Regions from separate parts of the Pan troglodytes genome. Here region 2 is linked to region 1. Evidence: chromatin contacts called from public HiChIP or PLAC-seq data. All regions are on one chromosome and are shown on one strand. The core of a region is the stretch at or near the end of the contact, and the rest is flanking DNA. Distances in the headings are between cores, read along the strand shown. Region 1 holds the start of TET2 (tet methylcytosine dioxygenase 2). Region 2 holds the start of PPA2 (inorganic pyrophosphatase 2).

Region 1 (5,069 bases), core at 861-3,360:
TCACACTGGAAAAGATAGAGTTAAGGGTCACTCAGCTCTGTAAAACTCCAAAGCCCATGTTTCAACAACTCTGCAATACTGTGCACTGTATAAATGTATGTTGTGGTCTTGAGAGAACTTTATTTCCTAGACTTGAAAAATACATCACAAGCCGGGCGCGGTGGCTCACGCCTGTAATCCCAGCACTCTGGGAGGTCAGGAGTTCCAGACCAGCCTGGCCAATATGGTGAAACCCCGTCTCTATTAAAAATACAAAAAATAGCTGGGCGTGGTGGCGCACACCTGTAGTCCCAGCTACTCGGGAGGCTGAGGCAGAAGAATCGCTTGAACCCGGAAGGCCGAGGTTGCAGTGAGCCGAGATCGCGCCACTGCACTCCAGCCTGGGTGACAGAGAGAGGCTGTCTCAAGAAAGAAAGAAAAGGAAAGAAAAGAAAGATAGAAAGAAATAAAGATCACAAAGAACTTTCAAACAGCTTAGATTTTAAAGTGCATTAACAATTTCCAAGACCTAAGTGACACTTTAGTGTACAGCTAGAAAACATGGAATGTCATTCCCACCTGAAATGTTTAAGGGAAAATGTACTATTTTCCTTAGTTTGTGCAAAATCTGAAATCTGAGTCAACTTTGTTTCAAAATGGAATAAACAAAGTTTGATTGGACCCACTAAACATTCTTCTTAGCAACAATGCGACACTTGCAAGGAGTTCCCTTTTTTACACTCTTCAAAGAGGAAATATTCCGATTTCGTAAAATTAGGGCTTCGCTTTTAAAAAAATTACAGACCAAAAAAAGTGTGGTTACACAATATAACTAGTATTGACTTAAGGGTACTGTGATCACCATGCAGTGATCCCATAAAAGATGTGACCAAAATACCCACTTAAAATTTGAACGTCAGTCATGTAAGAACATGTAAAAGATGAAGGGAATATTTCAAAAACGACTATCTGACGTAATATGATACTTACTATGACCCATATGGGCTTTGTTCTTCATCTCATCTTCAAATAAAAAGTTGATGATTAGAAAAAGGAGCATTAGAAGGGGAAGTGACACTACTCGGCAATAGAGAAAAACTCCGGTCAAAGGAAGAGCATAGTTACAGAGCTCCGAATGTCAGGGAAAATCAAGCATCCGTCATTCGGAATTAGCTCTGTATCGGTCGGTTTCTTCATTACTTAATTGTACGGGGGGAAACTACTTCAAAGTAGAGGCTCTTACGAGAGGCAACTTAAGCATTTGAAAGTGCAGGTTTATTTCCTCCTAGCGAGAAGTAGGGGGTCACTAGTGAGAAACCCATCTTCAATCTGTGAGACGCCCCCTTCTACTCAGCCCACGTGGCTAAAGTAAACAGAAGGTGGGCCGGGGCGGGGAGAAACAGAACTCGGTCAATTTCCCAGTTTGTCGGGTCTTTAAAAATACAGGCCCCTAAAGCACTAAGGGCATGCCCTCGGTGAAACAGGGGAGCGCTTCTGCTGAATGAGATTAAAGCGACGGAAAAGTGAAAAGAGAGCGCGGGCAAGGGGATCTAAAGGGAGATAGAGACGCGGGCCTCTGAGGGTAAGGTGGGCGCAAGCGGAGGTGTGGTGCGGGGAGAGGTGCCAGTGGGTGGAGGCGGGGGCCAGAGCGAGGGCACGTGCGGGTACACTCCGGAGGAGGTGGGTGCGCGCGGGGGCGTGTGCGCGGGACCTCGAAGTGGTGGAGTGCAGACCAGCAAAAAGTTTCAAAGGGAAATCTTAGATGTCACGTCCTTGTCCAGGCACCCGTGCCATCCCAACCTCCCACCTCGCCCCCAACCTTCGCGCTTGCTCTGCGTCTTCTCCCAGGGGTGGAGACCCGCCGAGGTCCCCGGGGTTCCCGAGGGCTGCACCCTTCCCCGCGCTCGCCAGCCCTGGCCCCTACTCCGCGCTCGTCCGGGCGCACCACTCCCCCCGCGCCACTGCACGGCGTGAGGGCAGCCCAGGTCTCCACTGCGCGCCCCGCTGTACGGCCCCAGGTGCCGCCGGCCTTTGTGCTGGACGCCCGGTGCGGGGGGCTAATTCCCTGGGAGCCGGGGCTGAGGGCCCCAGGGCGGCGGCGCAGGCCGGGGCGGAGCGGGAGGAGGCCGGGGCGGAGCAGGAGGAGGCCCGGGCGGAGGAGGAGAGCCGGCGGTAGCGGCAGTGGCAGCGGCGAGAGCTCGGGCGGCCGCCGCCGCCTCCTCGCGAGCGCCGCGCGCCCAGGTCCCGCTCGCATGCAAGTCACGTCCGCCCCCTCGGCGCGGCCGCCCCGAGACGCCGGCCCCGCTGAGTGATGAGAACAGACGTCAAACTGCCTTATGAATATTGATGCGGAGGCTAGGCTGCTTTCGTAGAGAAGCAGAAGGAAGCAAGATGGCTGCCCTTTAGGATTTGTTAGAAAGGAGACCCGACTGCAACTGCTGGATTGCTGCAAGGCTGAGGGACGAGAACGAGGTCAGAGCGCTTCTCTTATGCCGCGAAACTCTCCCTTTCTTCTCCCCTTCGCTTTTTCTCGGGCTTCCAGGGACTGGGGAGCAAACCCTGTAGTGTCACCCACAAATACCAAGAGGGAAGAGGGAAGCTTCACAAATTACTGGAGCCTCTTCAACATGGCTGACAAATATAGTTTTAATTCCCTCTACCCCTTTTAAACCTGTAGTTCTGTGTTCTCTTCTCTCCTCCTAATGCTCGTCCCCTCATCTCCCAGAAAACTTACCTTTGTGCCTCCGACGAGCCGGTTTCCCGGCCTTTTTTAATCCTCAGAAAAGTGATTTTTAAATTTGCTTTCCTTTCTAAAATAGTTCAGCTTTGGGGGCACTACTTTTCCCTTTAATCCTCTTCCCCTGTTTCTTTCGTGTAAGTGAAACGAGTCTCCCGTTTATCCTGAACAACCTCAGAGAGAACACTGATAGGGTGTTTTTCGACCCTTTTATCAGCTGTAGGGTCTGGGTCTGGGTTTGTGTCTGCCTCCTCCTACCTTCTTATCCCCCTTTAGGGGGCTGTACGAAGTGAATGTCACAGGGAGTGGAATTGGAGTACACTGAGTGGGGTTTTTTTTTCCTTAAGTCCGCGCGTTTTGTTAGCGGCGCTGAGTGAAAGAGGAAAGAATAGTTTCTCTGGTTCCCCAAACAAGACCAGAACTCACTTTTCTCAAGGTACATAAGTCAGCGCTGGGCTGAGCCTTCCAGCCTGGGGAATGTATGTAAGAGAATTTATGGACAAATCTGTGTCCCGGCTTTGTGCTTCTCCCGAATCAGCTTCGTTTGGTTCCTTGGTAAGTGACAGGCAGACACAAAGGCAGGCGCAGGCCCGGGGAGGGGGCGGGAGGGGGTGGGGAGCGCAGCGTTGAGAGTTGCAAGACTGCAAGGTCAGGGGCGCCTAAAGAAATGAAACCCAATCCCAGCAAAGAAGTGAAGAGCAGATTTATAACAGTCCCATCCAAATTTCTCTTTTGGCTTCTCTCTTTGGTCTTTCATCTCTCTGCCTTTCTCTCTGTGTCTCCTCTCTACTCTTTTCTTCTCTCTCTCTCATACACATACACACACACACACACACACACACACCTCACTCGCATCTTGCTGAATCTTTTCACTGGGACTGCTTGTCTAGTTTTATTAAGCTAATAGGGTTTGTATGGAGAGTTTTCTACCTATGACATAATGAAGTGTGGCCTGGATAGCCTCCTGGAAAGGCCAAAAATGAAATATAAGTGTTATTTGCTGGTTATTCCCCTCATGATATACTTTTAATTACATTGAGGGAGTTCTCCCTTCTTCATCTAATGTTTAAGAATTGAGAAAAGGCTTATTTTCCAGCGGTAAAATTTAGTGCATAAAATTTAGTGAAATATTTATATATTTACGTGTCTAGGGAGTGGAATACATTCGTGAATTTAATATCTCAAATCACACATTGTGCTTTTTCCCCTTCAGTCAGGGATTATAATGGGAAACCCAAATTCAAAGATATTCATCAACAAATGATCCATCATAGGAATATAAGATTGTATCTTAAGGGAAGTTGGGATTCACAGAGAAAAGACATTGGTTTGGTTTGGTGTGATACTGTGGGTATTGTTGCCTGGCTAATGAAATCATTACATTTGCATTTTAATGGAAAGTTGAAATACTAAGGGGAGTTATGTTCTTTTACATGTTTATATGTGTGCTTAATAATGTTTGGAATAGAATATAGATTTAAACACAATAAATATTGATTTTTTTAAATGTTAATAAGCAGAGAACTGTTAATGAAGTGTTGGATAATCAAGCTGAAGTTTAGAAGACAATTTATAGGATTAAAAAATGAATAGAAGGAAAAACACAATAATAGATATTTCTCCATAAGTCGAATTTCCAAAACTATTTGTCCTCGACAGTTCGCTTTGTAACTTTCTATTTTGATCTTTGTTAATTTAATGTAGTTTGCTTTAATCATTGATACGTGGGGTTCTTTCACATGATTACAAGGGAGAAGCATTACTCATCTCTGTGGAATAGAAACGGTTCATTGGTTAGTTCTTATTTGCCCTAAAATTAAAAAAAAATTAGGATTTTACCATTAATGCTGTTCATGGTGAACTATCGAGAAAACTATGGTTGATTATTCCAGCAATTCAGAATTAAAAACAATTCCTTTTGCTAACAAACTAATATTTACTTTTTGGGGACAACTTTTCAAATGTTGTGGTATATACTGTCTTCAGGCTACTCAACTAATAATAGATACAACATTTTCCACTCAATAAATAAGGATAACTACATTGGTTAATAATTTTGAATACAACTATGAAGGCTTGTTTTTTCCTGTCATCAAATTTAGATTCTTATTTTGTGCATCCTACTTTTATGCTGAAAATAGCTGCTAATTAATACTGTATAAAGTATTTCAGTGATTATAAGGAAGAGATGTGTATGTTAGTCACTTTATCCTTTGTTGGAAAAGAGAAATTATTTTAATAAGTATGGGGTAGTTTACAATAAAAGACATAACCTCAGTTCTTTCTTTACCATATATGTGATCATACTACCTAGGTGCTTCAAAAATTCCATAGGACTGTCTTGGGTTATTGA
Region 2 (5,069 bases), core at 1,008-3,507, 330 kb after region 1:
GTTTTTGCCCATTTACCTTAGTAAAATCGGGTTTTCTTCTTTCCTGCCCTGTTTATCCAACTGAATGAAAAACGTATTTTATTTGTGGCACTCTAGTTACAGAAAAATCATGAGTCCTAAGTACATTTGCAGCTAAAGAAACAAACCAACAATAAGAGGCCAACATACTCCCAAAAATGCCCCCATTCGACATCCTGTCTTAACAGAGACTGTTAGAATCTCCGTTATTCATCCAATGCCTTCAGGGAATACCAGTGCTGAGAAGGACCTTGAGGATCATCACTTCAAGGTCAAAAGCTTCATTTTACAGCTGAAGAAACTGGCTCTGTGAGAAAGAACTGAAGTAACCACCCACCCAACAGCACACAGCGAGTTAACGGCAGAGCCAAGATTATGGCCTAGGACTCCCCATTCCAAATCCGGTACTGGGTCAACTACTCTGTGCGCTCCAGGCTTCTCAAGCCTGTTTTTGCTCAACCAGTGTATTTACTTTTTCCATAATTATAGTAATATTGTGAATCTCTGTACTATGCCTAACAGTGTCTAGCACACTTCATAAATATTTATTATTTGGGTATCTATTAATTACCGTACTTATTGCAAATCTAGAATACTTGCAGTAGACAGGCCTTTTTTAAATCTGCTTAAAAAGCGAACTGCCACTTCATAATTTTTTCTGACTATTCCCATTAATCATCACATGGTAACCTTTTAGAACATAATCCATTCAGAAATTTGAGACTTCCTGTTCACCTGATCAGTCTTAACCAAAGATAGAAGAAAATATGTGGCATAGGGTGAAAACTGCAACCAATTTTGAAGAAAATAGAAATTCTAGTACTAGTTGCATTATAATCACACGACTTTAGGCAAACTCTTCTTTCCCACAAAATAATCCTCGACCCTAAACTCATGTAGCATAACTGCAAATCTCTCATAAATTACAAATATCTATAATGATTATAGGTATTAACAATAGTAATTTATATTTTAGGCCCTGTGACTAATCACTTTACATATATAATGTCATGTAATACTTGCAGCCCTATTTTACGGATGAGAAAAAACAAGGCTTAGCAACTTAAACTCGTCCGGGGTCACAGAGTTAAGACGTGAAGAACTCGAGGGCCTGCTTAGAACTGAAAGCCTCCAAAGCCAGTGCTCCGAAAAGGGGAGCGATAATGCAAGGCCCACTTTGATACTACCACTCCAAGGCTCTGCAGTCAGTGGGGCGTGAAGGCAAGCGACCGAGATCGCTATTTTCAGTTACGGTTAACGTACACAGTGAAACAATGCGGTACACGGAACAATGAGTCACGAAGACCTGGGTCCTTTCTCTGAGCTGGGCAACTCAGGGACCCCCCGAAGTCGCTTAGCCCTCTGGGCTTGTTCAGCTTGGGGAGGATAAGGGGCTGCTCCGGAACCAACGAGGCTTTGGATGGTGGATCACACTCAGGGTGTAAACTTGTGCGTACCAAGTCAAGCTTCTGGGAAAGAACCTTCATCAGAGTCCCTCAAAAAAAGAAGACGCGCTGGATTAGGCATCCGCAAAGTTCCGCCTGCCTCTCCGACGTCAGGGAGCTCCCGCAGTAGGAGGTTTCTTACGCCTCTAGGAAGGCCGGCATGTGGGCGGGCTCTGCCTTCCCTTCCTCACTGAGTTGTGTGAACCAGGAACGGCGGCCGGGCCGGCTAATGGCTGCAGGCCGCCGCGGTGTGGCCGCCTGCACTCTGACTACCCCTCGGGGAGGGCGGCTGGCAGGGCACAGGGCGCTGTCTACCCCCCAGCCGGCAGCCCTGCGCCTCTGCGCTCCGCTTTGGGGTCTTGATCCGCCGCCTCCTCGCTGGCAGTTCTCGTGACTCGGTGCGCGCTCCCGCGGGAAGGAAGGTGGCCTGGACCGCGCGGCTACCGCTGAGGGCCCCAAAAAGAGAGAAGGGAGACCGCGCGGGGCGTCCCAAGTGTCCCCCATTCCATCCCCCACCCAGGTTTCTCCGGTGCGCCGCTCGGCGAACCTCCGGGAGCTACTTACTAAAGAAGAGGCGGTAATTCTGCGAGCAGGGCTGGCCGCGCTCCTCAGTGTGGTACAGGGCCATAGCACGGCGCGACCCGGTCCCTGCACTGGTCCCCAACCGCAGGCACGCAGCGGCTGGGGCACCCGTGCGCAGCAGCCGCAGCAGCGCGCTCATGGCGTCAATGACCGTCCTGCTGTGCGCGCGGAGCTACCTGGGGGCTCAGCCGGGCCGCACGCCGGTGCCCCCTACCGTCCGGAGTCATCCCTCCCGCCCCGGCGCTTGGGCTGCGATCCTGGTCCCTGCCAGTGGAATCTGGGCCACCAGCCAGTTGTGCGCACTATGCCCTCAGCGAGGCCGCAGCTCAAAGACGAGTGAGACAAGACCCACCACCCCTGAAGAGCTCACTGCCACTCGTTAATTCAAACATTTATTCATGCCTTCATTTATCCCGTCAAGATTTACTATCATGATTTTTTATTATAGTGATGTAATATTGAGTGATTACTCTGTGCCAGGAACTGCTCTAGACCCTGTCCAATATAGGAGATGAGCGCACATGCACGCAAAGACATCACTGTAAGACAAAATGATCAGGCCACCACGTGAAAACGTGACGTTGACACCGACTTACAGAGCAAAAAAACCCTAAGTAGCTTACTCAAATGCCATCTTCTCCATGAGGCCATTTCCTAACCCAGTAGAGATTATTTATTCTTTCTTTTATTTTATTATTTGTTGTTGTTGTTTTGTTTTTGAGACGGAGTCTCACACTGTTGCCTGGGCTGGAATGCAATGGTACAATCTCGGCTCACTGCAACCTCCGCCTCCTGGGTTCAAGCTATTCTCCTGCCTTAGCCTCCTGAGAAACTGGGATTACAGGCATGCGTCACGACGCCCAGCTAATTTTTGTATTTTTAGTAGAGACAGGGTTTCCCCATGTTGGTCAGACTGGTCTCGAACTCCCGACCTCCGGTGATCCGCCTGCGTTGGCCTTCCAAAGTGCTGGGATTGCAGGCGTGAGCCACCGCACATCGGCCAGGTGGGGTGGCACACGCCTGTAGTTCCAGCTACTTGGGAGGCTGAGATAGGAGGATGGTTTGAGCCAATATCCGGGAGAATGGATATTGTAGAACAACCAGTAGTCTGCCACAAGTGTCATTTTATTTTTTTCTAGTCCATCTTCTTTGGGACTATCATCATCTAGGCTACTTTCCTACTGGGCACCCAGGTTCTTTCAGCATCTCCAATTATCGTGTGATCATTAAAATTGAGATACTGGTCTACCCAAGTTCCAGAAAGGATTCCTAGGAGATATTGTGACTAGCTACTTAGAGACACTCTACTAAGATTATAGATCCTAAAATGTTTTTGTCAACAGTGGTAGCTTTGTAATGTGTCAACTTGAATAGGCATAACTATAAGGCAAATGCTCCCATAAAAAGGAGAGAAAATCTCTTCTGTGCATATATCACAGAGTTGTATAATTTTTGTTTATGTTGGAAAAAAAGCTTAATTTTTCTATTAACTTTTGAAGATTAGATATTTAAATAAGACAAATTCCTATGGAGGCAAGGTTGTAGGCTAATTTCTAATGATCTGTGGATACTTAAAGTATCCAGGCTGGGCGTGGTGGCTCATGCTTGTAATTCTAGCACTTTGGGAGGCCAAGGTGGGAGGATCACTTGATCCCAGGAGTTTGAGACCAGCAGTCTGGGCAACATGGTAAAACCCATCTCCATAAAAAATACAAAAATTGGCCAGGCGGGGTGGCACACGCCTGTAGTTCCAGCCACTTGGGAGGCTGAGATAGGAGGATGGTTTGAGCCTAAGAGGCGGAGGTTGCAGTGAAGCCAAAATCATGCCATTGCAATCCAGCTTCCGCAACAGAGCCACACCCTGTTTAAAAAAAAAAAGTTATCTATTGAGATAATCCAGCATAAAGTTCTGAGGTCCCTCTTGCTAATAGCTTTTCTTAACTCTGGCAACATATTTTATTAGTAACTGACAACAAGTTATATGCATCCTGATTTGAAGAAATCAACAAAGATACTAAACGTTTCTGAATATAAATGTTTACTTAAAATGAAATCTTGACACTAACTTGTTATTTTGTAAATTGCATTGTAAAATGTTACCAAGTTATCATGCATTCAGAAAAGAAAACACTGACTTTTGTTAAGTAGGTTTACATTTATTTTTAATCACTTAAATTTCCATCTTTCATTCTCTACAGTTTACTGGAATATTTGAGAATCAAAATTAAAAATGCATAATATAAATGATAGGAAATAATAATAGGTATCAGGTTAGCTTTTAAAACTTTTTAAAAATACTCTGAGGGTAATGTTTATTACATAATGTTTAATTATGTACATATTCAAATTTAGACGTTTGGAGTCTAACATGTTGGATTTCCGTTATTGACATCTCCTGTTGTCATCATATAGCAAGTAAAAGTCTTAGTCCCAGGAGTTTACAAGTTGGAGAATAAAGACAAATACACGTAAAATCATGAAATAACATTTCCAGAGTTTATGAAATACCAAACCACCAGAGATTCATCAACAGAGAATTGAAACTGGTGGCTCAGGAAAACTATAACTAATATGTAGGAAGGACCAGAATAGAAAATAAGAGATACGGTGTCCAGGTATTGACAGTATCTCAGGTACCAAGTGACAAGGACCCAGACAGTAGTTCTGGCAATAGAAATAGAAAAGAATGTTGAATTTGGAAGAAATGACCAAATTTGATATCTCGCTGGAAGTTGTGAAATGAGGATGGAAGAGTTAAAAAAAATTATGCGTAATAAATAACCAAGAGATATGTGGTGTTATTTTCAGATATATGTTAATAAAAATGAGAGAGAAATTTTGACACTAAGATGATAAACGTAGCTGGGACATGTTAAGTTTGAAACAATGCAGAGTTCCTGCTGGAGATGGAACTATTTTCACCACTGGAATTCTCTGAGAAGCAGACTCTGAGATTGAATTTAGTATGTGTGTGCAGTGTTTATTAGGCTGTACACTTGGGATCAGTATGTGAAGATGAGCGTA

What was found. HiChIP or PLAC-seq counts read pairs in DNA pulled down with a chosen protein or histone mark.
Region 2: a contact with region 1 is called in an H3K4me3 HiChIP or PLAC-seq map of stem cell-derived excitatory neurons, with 13 times the contacts expected there. The contact joins the promoter of PPA2 here to the promoter of TET2 in region 1. A contact is called at or near these places in 4 of 7 Hi-C or Micro-C datasets (blood, induced pluripotent stem cells, a lymphoblastoid cell line and 1 more), 1 of 1 datasets of contacts at active chromatin or transcription factors (stem cell-derived excitatory neurons) and 1 of 1 other capture datasets (stem cell-derived neural stem cells).

Annotation. Positions count from the first base shown.
Region 1 is chr3:106,600,355-106,605,423 of NHGRI_mPanTro3-v2.0_pri, forward strand. It overlaps TET2 (tet methylcytosine dioxygenase 2), which reads left to right and starts at 2,111. Exons shown (of 9, transcript XM_009448088.5): 1 at 2,111-2,451. It overlaps LOC134809765, which reads right to left. Exons shown (of 4, transcript XM_063808471.1): 2 at 970-2,283. The coding sequence ends at 1,745.
Region 2 is chr3:106,929,077-106,934,145 of NHGRI_mPanTro3-v2.0_pri, forward strand. It overlaps PPA2 (inorganic pyrophosphatase 2), which reads right to left and starts at 2,258. Exons shown (of 12, transcript XM_517378.8): 1 at 2,028-2,258. The coding sequence starts at 2,184.